Regions from separate parts of the Oryzias latipes genome. Here region 1 is linked to region 2. Evidence: chromatin contacts called from public Hi-C data. All regions are on one chromosome and are shown on one strand. The core of a region is the stretch at or near the end of the contact, and the rest is flanking DNA. Distances in the headings are between cores, read along the strand shown. Region 1 holds the start of LOC105353880. Region 2 holds the start of lmo4 (LIM domain transcription factor LMO4).

Region 1 (6,253 bases), core at 997-3,496, 150 kb after region 2:
GAGTAATGCAGAAAATAGAAAATGACAAACATAGAAAAAGGCCAGATTTTGGATGATTTAATCCTCTGTTTCATGGTTAACGACCTCATTAACAAAAGAATGATGGGAAACCAGCGTGATCTGGGCAAGGAAACGCCTATGTGGCAGCCATCTGGCTGGGGGTGTGGGCTAGCGCATGGGGGAGGGGACATCATGGATAGTAGCAAAAGCAATATTATTATACTCTGAATTTAATACGTTTCATATAAGGTCAAGCAAAAGATTGATCACGTTGAAGTTGTTTAAATCGATTGCATAATCTTTCAAAATTATAAAAAATTGTCCAGATTATCCAAAACAAGATGTGTTGGCCGGAAAACTTTTGGAGAAGGCAGTTAGGTCGACGCACTTGTTTCTCAGAGAAATCCACGAGTCTAGGAATAATTATTCTGCTTTAATTCACCATTAAATATCGTTTTAATGCTATTATCGTGCTTTGCTGCAACCGTTTTGAGACGAGCATAAAGGTATAATAAACGCTGAAAGGCCTCGAGCAGAGCTAAAGAAATGAAGAAGGAATAAAAAATGTAAAAAAGTAAAAAAACAACTGATGGAGATCAAAGTCTGGGAAATAAAAAACTCATGTGACAGTCTGGCAGATTTGGTCAGACTGTAAATAATAATAATAAATAAAGCCAAACTCACATTTAACGAAAAAATAGTGACAATAACTGAGTTTATATGGTTAAAAAAAACATCTACTGGTAATCATCATTTAGAGGCAAGATGTGAAATTTTAAACATAAATTATGCATTATTGATTAGCAGGATTTTTATCCTGCTGAACAGATATAAAGACTAGTGACTTTATGGACCCATTCGTGTGTTACACTATGCACACGTGTTGCGTGTTCAAGAACTTGGTGAATGTGGGTTATTGAACACACTTTTAGCTTACGGTGTTCACATTGGACTGTTACCTGATACTAGCACATGTCTGCCACCTGCAGCTGGGAGAGGTTTGATACCAAACGTCAAAGTGATGCAAATCTGGTCACCCTTGCTTCAGGCTTTTCCTTTTACAGCTCTATTCCGACACATGAAAGACGTGCTGTCATAGAATTGTTCTGCAATTATGCAATTTTTTAAGTAATTGAAAAGAACGCTACCCTTACATCACTACCAAATCTAAGTCCCTGATAGATCAAAGTTCGACTGGTTTAACTTTTAACACGCACTTAATGTACATAAAGCCCAAAAATGGATTTAATAAATGTTGTAGCAACATAGAAGCCCAAAGAGCACACGTTTACACGTTTCCATAGACTTTTCACTGAATGTGGCTGCTTGAAGGCGGGTGGCAGAGGCTGGTGTGAACGTAGAATTAGACCTCTTTGAATCCAGTTGTTGGCTCTATAGTGGTTGGCATCTTGAAATGATGTCACTGAATCTGATTTCTCTCCTAAAAAGAGTAAATCGGAACAAACAAGCCTAATAGTGGTTGGAACACGCCCACTAAAGCTGTCCCTGCTTGTTATGTGACAGAAGTGTCCGTCAAAAGACCACGCCCTCCTTTAAGTACTATTAGAAGTAAATGATCTGGACTTTTTCTATCACATGAGGATTCTAAAGTTTATTTTAGTTATTCAGTACAATTTGGATTTTTCTGACTTTGATTTCTTCATTTTTAAAAGTAAAGGCTGTGTTGAATTCCAAGCAGCTGTACAAAGAAAACACTTGGAAATGGTTCAGTCCAGTAAGTTACCAAACGCTGGGCCTCACCTACATGCCAAAAGAACGCTGCTCTTTCCATAAAATGGACATTATGAGTAAAGGGCTGCATACCAAAGTGTTCCAGCTGCCAGAGTTCGCTGCCATTGCAGTAAATCCTTCCATATTTCACAAAAATGAAAACAATTTGCGAATCAACATTCAGTTCACTCCCCCAGAAACGTTGAAGGCTCACGCAGAAACTATACGTACCTTTATATGAACTTGTACAGGAGACTGTAGACGACAGTACCAGGTATTCACTGCCCATTTTGTCTCTCTTTATATGAAGGAACTTGTTCAAAACTTGTTTCATCTCCAGACACAGCAGCTCCTTCTTCCCTCTCCTAACATCCCTCTGCTTCCACTCGCAGCAGCCACACAGGCTTTTCAAAACCCGTCAGAAGTCAGTTTCCCCTGTCATTGTTTTACTCTGCTCTGTCAGCTGACAGCTCTGTGTTTTCATTTGGGCGGAAGTTGTAGAGGAGAGCGACCAATCACAGCAGTGCACTGGGGCAGGCTGGGACAGGAAGCTACGCGGAGGAGAAAGGAGAGGCTTTCAGGGAAGTCAATGAAGTCCGACTGTTCAAAATCACAAGCAGACTTCATTGCAAACTATTGCTTCAAATTATGAGGTTTCACACATTTAAGGTACAAAGCTTTTAGTAAAAGAATTTCACAATAAAACAGAGGAATCGAGAACAATGAAATGTTGCAACAAAACTCAGTGTAGGAAATGAGTAACGGGGTTGGAATTCCCCTCCTTGTGTTTACACTTTTTGGGAAGTACAGATGCAAGTTTCTTTCCAACAAAGAAAGCAGAATTTATTTGGACTTTTTAACCGCATCTGACTGACCTAAGGTTATTTCTAAGTTTTACGAAAGATATAGAAAATCAAAAGAGTTAAATAAGCTCATCTTACTAAATGAATTTCAAGGTCATTTATGTGTCTTGAGATGGGTTTTTATGACATCTATACTTTGAGTAAGGTGGTTTATTTTAGTCTTTTTTTTCTGACAGCAGCAGGTTAAACATATTAGTTTATCATCCTGGTGAATCAATTCATGTTTTTATGGTGTAACATATGTGGTCAAATCAGGATTAACTTAAAGTAAATAAAGAACTCAATTGTACATTTGAAAATCAATCACAAATAAAATAATTGTTTTAAACTCCATATGACTCAGTGCAAATTTAAAGGAAATATAGAAAATTTGAAAAAAAAGTAATTTTGAAACTTATACTTAAAAAAAAAAAAACTTTCAACCCAGAACTGTGAAAAATAATGTTTATTTGTAACAGCTGCTGTTTTGTGTTTTCAACATAAAAAAAATTTCACTTTTTACTCATTTTATAGTTTCAATTCAGATTATTTGGGTATCAGTAATGATCCTAATTTTATGTGGGGTGGGGCTTTGAGCCCACTGGCTACCAGGACCTGATTGACATCAGGCGATAGAGGTTGTGGTGATGTCATTTCTTGCTTGTGCCCCCTGTGTCGTCCTCCTCTGATGTGCCAAACTTTGGAAGAGTATTATCCCTATTGTGTAAATCTTTGTTTTTTTTATTTAATTGTTTTTTTAATGTATTTCAAATGTCTGTTTTTCACATTTACAGTCTGCTTTTTCATTTTCTTTAAGCTAATTCTGATTTGACCCATAAGTAACAATGATGCAATAGCAGGTTTAATAATGAAAACACTTTTCCAGACTGTTGGTTCTATACTTACAGTTCTCTTTATGTGGACACTGCGTGTCATCACACCGGTGAGGGGGGCATTGTGGGGGCTCCCTACTCTGTTAAAAGGCACTTTTAGAAAGCAGTTGAAAGTCTAAAACCCAGATTTTTCTTAAACAGAACCTTCAGCTGTGGATCACACTGATTCCTCCATCAAATAGAAAAGACAATCTTTTCTAACAAATAATAGGCAGTTTCATTCATAATTTTGATGGTTGTTTTTTTTACTCATAACATTTAAAAAATTAATTAGATATCATTATACAACTAAATATAGAAGAATGTAGATGTATAGAAGTAATAGAAGATGCTTAACAGACATCCTTTTTTCTGATATGTTAGGAATTATAGCACATAAATAGACAGAAAGCAGAAAGTCTCTTTAGCTCTCAAAGTCACATGGAGTTTAGTGCGGGTCACTAAGGACTCAGATGTGGCCTTGGTGTCTGTGTAATTGAAATTATTAACAAACCTGTCCACAAGCTGAAGGTTTATTTAGACTCGAGTCTGACAAGAGATGTTGTTAAATGCTGAAGCATTCCTGTTCACAATGACACAACAGGGTAAAATAAAGTGGCTGATGGAAGGAAGATAAATTTATGTCTTGCTTTCAGCACAAATACAATCAACAAAATAAACTTTTAAATACAAAAAAAAAATCAGCTCATTTAAAAAATATTCAAGTGAAAATACGATAAATAAATACAAATATATTGTTCACTTTAAGCCCTTCCTTTCACTCTCAACTTTTGATAATAGCATCAGGTTTTAAGACACAATTTTTGTTTGTTTGTGCTTCGCTTTTCTAGCTATTAAGCGTTATGTCAAAATAATCATTCTTTTATTTTCATTCATTCATTCATCTTCTGCCGTTTTTTCCCTTTCGGGGTCACGGGGCTGCTGGAGCCTATCCTGGCCACTTGGTGGCGAAGGCAGGGGACACCCTGGACAGGTTGCCAGTCTGTCGCAGGGCCGCAATCACACACCCATGCACACTCACATCTATGGACAATAGAGTTGCCAATTGACCTATGAAACATGTTTTTAGACAGTGGGAGGAAGCCGGAGCCCCTGGAGAAAACCCACACATGCACAGGGAGAACATGCAAACTCCACACGGACAGGACCCATTGGTGTTCTGGTTCAGGTCCCCCAGCCGGGACCTTCTTGCTGTGAGGCAAGAGTGCTAACCACTGCGCCATCGTGCAGCCATTATTCTTTCATGTATTTGAGTAAAAGAAATACATATCTTTACTGACTGTTAGTGTGTTCTACAAGAAAGAAGATTTCTTTATTTTCTACAGTTTGAGTCCAGACTGTACACTAGTTATGATAGGTTTCTTTTTAACATCACATGAACTGACTTTAAAGATTTAAAGCTTTATCTCATCTTGATACATAAGTGCTATATGATTAACCATAATAATGAATCAATTATATAATCTACATGTGACGTCTTCATACCACAAAACCTAATTGTGTATTTCCTCAAGAGATTGAAGAAGAATGAATGAAAAAGCTTTTATCCCCCCTTTTTATATACTGAACACCAAACTGCATTAGAATAAATAAAAGTAAACCTTGGAGAAGTTGCAGAGATGTTTGGTTCACAGTCTTGCTAATTAAATGTCACGTCTCCAACTATTCATGAGGAGCACTTATTAAAACAAGCGTTCACATCCAATCCACTAGACAAATTACTTTGCACCAAGTGCCACGAAGGCCATTAAATTGCTTCTTTAGAGATGGATCTCATCCAAACACACAATCAAAGGATTTGACTGGGATTATCTCAGATTAGAAACACTCTAGAACAAATGAGGAGATGACAGGATATCATATATAAGGGATAAATTAGCAGTCACATACCAGACCAAATTTGTGATGGGTGTTAGAGAATAAAACACACGAGAAGAAGATTCAGTGTTTGAGTCAAGAGTGGGACTTTGGATTTCAGTGAGATCAATGATACATGGTCAAACTAAAGCGGGGTAAAAGCTTTCTCTTGTCCCTTTAAAGCCTCCTGCCGTGTAAACAAAGTCTACATAAGGGAAAGAATCAGCCATCAAAAACCAACTCCCCAGAAATCAGAACCGTGCTCTCCAGAATGAAGTCCGAAACACAGAAAACGTGCACATTCTCTTCAATTCCAACACTTTACAGTTGGTTATGACTGAAATAAATACTTAAAAATGTGAACTGAACCGTGTTCTGCTGAGTTTCAAAATATTAAAGCGTTTGTGAGAAATATCAGAGCCTTTGGCATTTTCTGAAAAAATTGCAAATCTTGAAAATTAGCTTCAAATTAAACTATATTTCTCCAAATGTGCAAGAAATGTGGGCTTCATTTGAAAATCGTATGTTAAAGAGCTTTACCTTCGCTTACTTTGCACAGTTTCCATGTGATTTGAATATTTTAAGGAAAGATAAAGGAGGCCTAGTGCTGATAAAACACTTGTCAGGAGGATAAATAATGTAGGCAGTGGTTAATGTTGGCATGTGCTGCTTTGCATATTTTAAAAGGAGTAAAAACTTCAGTTCTATTGCATTAAATCAAGGCTTTTGCTTTCTCCCCGACTGCGTACAGAGGTATTCTGGGGGGGTTTGCGTATTAAAGAAATTTGACCTATTAACTCAACATAATCTTCTATCATATGCCCTCTTATCAGCTTCCAGTGCTTTTGTGCTGAGACTATGTGGGCATGGACGGAGGGGAACAAAGTAGTATCCACGGCCAGGCTGAGCAGATGAAATGCTCAGTTCATC
Region 2 (6,314 bases), core at 1,431-3,930:
GCTCAGACGAGGAAAACAAAGACAAGCCTGGATCTATTCGTCTGCAAGTGAAGACATCAGAATGGAGCAGAGCAGGGAGCTTGTAGCATCCAGCGTATTTTCTGCATCACAAATAAGCTCTGTATGAAGCGGAAATTTTTCTCTGCTTCTGATTCACAAGGATTTGATTGAATCAAGGCAGATTTGTCTTCATACGTTTTCTTATGAAAACGCTGACAGATTTGTAAATGAACCCTGATATCCGGTAGTAATCTTGTCCAGACTAAAAAAAAAAATATTCTATATATGGAACTGAAAGTTAAGTCAGAAAAATCACTAAAGACTGAAGAATTTTTCATTGAAAACGAAAGATGATTAAAGCTACAAAAAAGGAATTTAGGAGCTGTAGCACAAACTTTGATGTCAGCTGATATTCAGTGAAAGATACTGACTACCACTTATCAGAGTGATGATGATTTTAGCCTTGGTATTTTTGTGTTTTTTTCCATTCAGCAAAATTAATTAAACTTAACTTGACTTTTTCCTTGGGATGTCTAAATAAACAATTACAATTTGGCAATGGTAATTTCAGAGGACTTCTTTTCATTTAAAGGGCAGGCTAATAACTTTGACCCGAGCGCCAAAAAAATAAATAAATAAAAAAGTTTGATTTTATGGATTTATTGTGGACTGAAAGATATCCACACCTGATTCCTCTTTTAAAATCCAGAATCAATGCAAAATGTTTCATCTTTTCTAAATATTTTTCAAGGTCAGAACAGCAATTACAGGACATGGAGGCTGTTTGGAAAAGAAAAGAAAAAATCCATGCACCAACCATCTTGATCCGGTCATGGCCACACAAACACATTCAAGCTCAAAGCTTGGAGTGATAGGAGACTTTGTGTGTTTTAAAGCAGCCTCTTTAGGAGATGATCTGTCGGCCATTCTCCGTTCAATCTGGGAGCAGCTGCGGTTAATCTGAACGGTATCATCAATTCACGTGATTTGTGTAATATGGTATCAACCATTTTTCTGGTGCTGCAGATGGCTGAACTAACCTGGGTGTTGTTGGCTTGAGTGTGGCCTGCAGTGTGGACAAAACAGCCTCTGAGGCTCAGTGTCAAGTCAACAGAGCAAATCTGTAGTCAGGGAATGAGCTGAGTGTGGCTCCGCTTACTCCCACAGGACCAGCGGCTTGATTATGAAAGACCGTGGTCTTCTTTTCACGTCAGTTGAGATTACCCTGTGGGGAGTTTTAACACTCAGATCCACATCTGACGCTCTCTTGTTCCTGTTTAAACATTGAAACTGTGTTGCGCCATATTGTTGTTCGCCTCTTTTCTTCTTTTTTCATAATGCAGCTGCTCGGAAACTTCAGGAATCTCGGCGGAGTGTGGAGATGATCAATTTCTGAGGGAACCCCCACGTCGCCCGTCTCCTCTTCCTCTCACTGACCTCTCCACCTCCTCCTACTTACTCCAACTTCCAATAATTATTTTTGCAAGAAGTAATTTCTCCTGCCCAGTTATGAAAAGCTCATTAAAAAGAGGACTGGAACAAACAAAGCTTTTCCTGTGAGGCCTCTTTTCAAATTCATTTTCTAATTTCCCTCTGTTTTAATCATTTATATCAATTAATCATTCCTTGGTGGAAAAGATATTCTTTGCAATCTTCTGTGGATGTTTTTGTTCTGGTAAGAGGCAAGCTTGATGAGAGTGTCAAGAGAATGCGGCTCAAACCAAGGTGGATCAGCGCTGGCTTTGCCAAAAGGGAAATCAGTGTGATGCAAAGCAATCTCCTCAGAGCTGCGAGAATAATTAAACAATTAAAGTCAAGAAAAAGATCATCTTTACACATCCAAAGCCAGGGGTATCATATCCAAATGGATTTTTTTCTTTTTTTTTGTCATGTAAAACTCTTAAACCTGGTTAATCTCTTTGAAGATAACTTCTCTTTTGCATTATATTTTATTTTTCTTGTTTCTAAAGTAAAAAACTAAAATAAAAATACAATAAAAAGAGCCATATTTTCATGTCAACTTGTGACACATGCAACACATTTCTCGCATGTAGTTCATGATTAATCTCTCATGCTTGCCATGATATTAATGTTAAGATAAATACATGTAAAGAAAACCCTCAGACAAATCAGATTCAGTGTTGAAATCAATGACCTGTGGACTTTAATGGGGTTTTCAAAGCAGAAAGTCTCCCTGCAATTACTGTGGGTGGCAGACGATGGCGCCACCGCGCAGCTGTTGTCCCGCCAGTTCCCAGAGGTTGGAGTCACTCTCAGTAAACTAAGTAGTTATTGAATGTCATCTAATTAAACTGTGACGTGAGGTGAATGCAGTTTACTGGATGTTGCCATGCAGCTTGGAGCTGATGCTACAGGGAGATGCAGATAATCAGAGACTTCCCATGATGCTCTAATCACAGCCAGGCAGTGATTTCGAGATTAAGAAATGACGTTCAAATTGATTCTGAATTTGACTATTTTAGATTTTGGGTATTGAAACATTAAATTCAGTTTTTAAGAAGTGTTGGGGGGGGGGGGGGGGGTCCTGTCTTTGCCAGTGTAACAACATTGTTTGTGTGCGTCTCTTGCTAAGTCTCTCTCTGCTCTGATTGGCTGGATTCGGTGTTCTTAAATGAGCTGCCAGCGGATTGGCTGAGAGGGCTTTGTCGTCACGCGGCTAAAGAGGGTTTTTTACTGGAGGTTTCTTCCTGTCAGAGACACATGTAGAACAAGCTGCCCGCGGATCCACCGTCGTATTTCCTGTGCTCCGTTATTCGCGTCATAATCTCGGTTTGTGCCGCTCTTCTCTGCTCTTTTGGGGAACTTTACTGTCTCGGAGACCTAATCATCCTGCGATGGACAGCTTTGGGTCCGTCATCGGCCACAAATCGCTTTCAGAAAAGCAGGAACCGTCCGCTGGAAATACTATCTGATAACTCCATTTGCTCCGCTGTACGAGTCGCGAGCTCGCTGCCGCGCGGGGCTGGACACCGACGGCGCACTTTTTTATTTATTTATTTTTTTAAATAAAACATTTTTTCCTTGACTTTTTGGGGACTGCTGGAGCTTACCCGTTCTCCTACGCAATCTTCAGACCCGAACTTCAGCCATTAAACTCCAACGAAGTGAGTATATGTGTGTCAAAGTCTAGACTTTGCCTCTGAAAGCGTGTTTTCTTTTGAAGATAGCTGTGATATTTGATACCCGAGACTCTTGTTTTTTCACTGAACCCATGGCCGTGTAATTATCCCGCAATAATCTTTACATTTTCCGGTTGAAAAGCAGCTTTCAGGACCTTTAGCACTCGCCTTTTCTCCCTTCCATTTCCATGTCTTAGTCTCTGTGCCCAAATTGCCTGACCGTGTAATTACTTACCCATTTAATCTAAAAAGCCTCCCCTCCTCCTCCTCCTGCCCCGCCTGTTGGAAACTTGACGATGGCTCGCCCGGTTCGTGCGTGGAGTCACTTTCAGGTCGGCTTTTTGTTTTGTTGTGTTTTTTTTTTTTTTTTCATCTGCTTTTAGATGTAATCAGCGCGGAGGTTCGCCGCGGTTCGTCCCTAAGAGCCATCGCTAATGGGCTTACTGAATGCTGCTCTGTCTGTGCGCGCGCGCGCCCCCTCCCCGCGCCTTCTCCTTCCCTAATTGGCCTACCTGCCTTTCAACAAAGATTTGGCTTTATATCCCGGCGTCGCTGCTGCCCCGGAGTGGTGGTGATGGTGGTGGAGGAGGGTGGATGGGGGTGGGGGGTCCGAGCACGTATTAACGTCTGGAAGGGAACGGCCGTTTGGCGGTGAAGTTATGGCGGGCAGGTCGGTGGAAGCCCGCGGGGCATCAGGTGTTGGTAAACAAGCAGGAGCGGCTGTGCTGCTCAGTCAGTCAGTCAGAGGCACTGCTTTCACTTTAGAGGCAGCAGAATTGTTCCTTTGGCCCCACAGTGTTATCAGTTAACAGACATTCATCAGCAGCGATGCCCCCGCGCAGGGGCCACACAGGCAGAGATCAAGGGCAGATTAATTCACTAAATGACTCATAGCAGAACATGGCTTGTTCGTGTAATGAGATCAGCTCCTTCTCTTTGCTGGGGGGTCACAGAGTCTGCAGCTGCAAAGTTAACAATCTCCACAAAGGTGGTGTAAAACTCTGCCATTATCTGCTAGGATGATGTTGCATACCTGGTATCAACACGTGATGTTTGTTTTTGTTTTGTTTTTTCAGAGACCATGGTGAATCCTGGAGGCAGCAGCCAGCCGCCGGCGGTGGGCGCCGGTTCCCTGTCCTGGAAGCGGTGTGCGGGCTGCGGGGGCAAAATCGCAGACCGCTTCCTCCTCTACACCATGGACACCTACTGGCACAGCCGCTGCCTGAAGTGCTCCTGCTGCCAGGCCCAGCTGGGCGAAATCGGCACGTCGTGCTACACGAAAAGCGGCATGATCCTCTGCAGAAACGATTACATCAGGTGAGAAGGGGGGGTTAGGGCCGTTTCTGTGGGGCTGTCCAAGGACACAAACGCACTCTGTAGGTGAGACATTTAGATAGGCCTGCATCACAAATGTATCCTCATCGCAATATCAACCTATACGCATATGGCAACAGGCAGCCTAAATTAGGGATAAATGGTTACTTTTTAAATGTTCACACATAAACAATCTTATGGCCGCTTAACAAATTAAATGGAGCCCTTTGACCAATCAGATGCAGCCCTTTTATGTCAACTGTCTGCCTCCTTTGTAGACGAGGGTCATTTGGATTATAAATGAAGTTATGTTGACTTTTATTGAAATAAAAAAGTTGCACCGAAATGAAGAAAAAAAATGCCCTTTGCTTATGTATCCCAGACACTAATATTACAAGTCTTCCTCATGGCGTGCAGGACTTTATGTAAATTCAATCAGGAAAAGAGATGTATTTCTCTTGTTGAAGTTTAAAAAAAGAACCCTATTGGGAGCAGGAAGAGTGTTCATCAGCTGCTTTGGCCTCTCCTGTCATTCAGTTCAGCTGAATGGGAATGTTTCTGCTTAAAGGTACAAAATCTCGCCCATTTGAGTTGTTTTTGGATGTGCAGCCAGCAGATCTGCACAGATGATTCCAGATCTAAAGTGCGCCCGTGCGCTCTTACTCCCACCTCATATAAAGCAGTGGGAAGTCAATGGGGTACTTCATTCATAATGGTACTATAACGTAATTAAAATTGGAGCGGGAGGAAGTGTGGATACACCTTTCCACTTGTATTGAGAGCATGCTTGGTGAAAGAGCTAAAGCGCAGATTATGGAGGCAGGAGATCTGTGCAGAGATAAAAACGCTGAAGTATGGCTGGGAGAGGGAGGCAGAGAAAACATCTGAGAGAGACTCTACACAATTAAATGCTTTAATTATAGTCCCCCCTCCATTTCCTTCAGTCCTGATGGGTTTTATCTAATGAGATCTGGTCCCTGGCTTGTTTCTGCTACCAATGACGTGTCCGAAATGAATGAGAGCCACACTGCAAACAAAACATTTAATTAACCAAATTGGCTTTTGAGAGTGCAGGAGAGAAAGACAGACAGACAAGAGGGATTATTGTGAAGGCCATTTGCGGCTGTTTTTCTCCCCCCCCATCTTAAAGGGCCAGTCTGTTTTTTAAGCCATTGAACTCTCATCTTCCGCTCAAATTTGCAGTTTAAATAATAGTGGTAGTGGATGATTTTGCTGTTTGAAGCTGGAGGTGATGTTATAGCTGCTGCTGCTGCTGCTGCTGCTGCTGCTGCTGCTGCTGCTGCTGCTGCTGCTGCTGCTGCAGGGGGGATTCTTTTCCTGGGGGCTGCTGGATTCAGAGGGAATGCTGTCCCCTTAATTGAATAAGTCTAGGTAATTAAATGGCACTTTTCCAATAGAACGTGTGAGGTAAATCTAATAGTTGGTTATTTAATATCACTTTGAAGTCTGCCCACTCAAGCAGGATGACAGCACAAGAGAATGTGAAGTATTAGTCCCCCCCCCTTCAAAAAAAGGAGGGGGGGGGGGTGGGATCTCAGAAAATTAATTAAATCTCGTGCAATTCAGAGGAAGCGTTTATCTTGATTTGTCATAACCGAATTAATTTGTGGCCTTCGATTCACTTGGGGCCGGATCTGTTACTCTGAATTAACCAAGAGTAGTTTGGCTATACAGCCCCCCCCCCTCTAAAAACACATGCACACAGAAAGATCCACCAGCCCTCCCTCATCCTGCAATTCCCCCCCCCCCCCCCGCCCCGTCCACCCGTGCCTCTAATGCAGCCTGCCATTATGCAAAGCCCCGCTCCAGTATCAATATGGCCTAGTGCTTTTAAGATGC

What was found. A called contact is a pair of places that touch in the nucleus more often than the background predicts.
Region 1: a Hi-C map of embryo shows a contact between it and region 2, with 1.8 times the contacts expected there. The contact joins the promoter of LOC105353880 here to the promoter of lmo4 in region 2. A contact is called at or near these places in 2 of 5 Hi-C or Micro-C datasets (both in embryo).

The regions. Positions count from the first base shown.
Region 1 is chr4:4,737,387-4,743,639 of ASM223467v1, forward strand. LOC105353880 reads right to left here and starts at 2,247. Exons shown (of 6, transcript XM_011473780.3): 1 at 1,963-2,247. The coding sequence starts at 2,065.
Region 2 is chr4:4,584,278-4,590,591 of ASM223467v1, forward strand. It overlaps lmo4 (LIM domain transcription factor LMO4), which reads left to right and starts at 2,681. Exons shown (of 6, transcript XM_023954029.1): 1 at 2,681-3,125; 2 at 4,094-4,128; 3 at 4,217-4,457. The coding sequence starts at 4,222.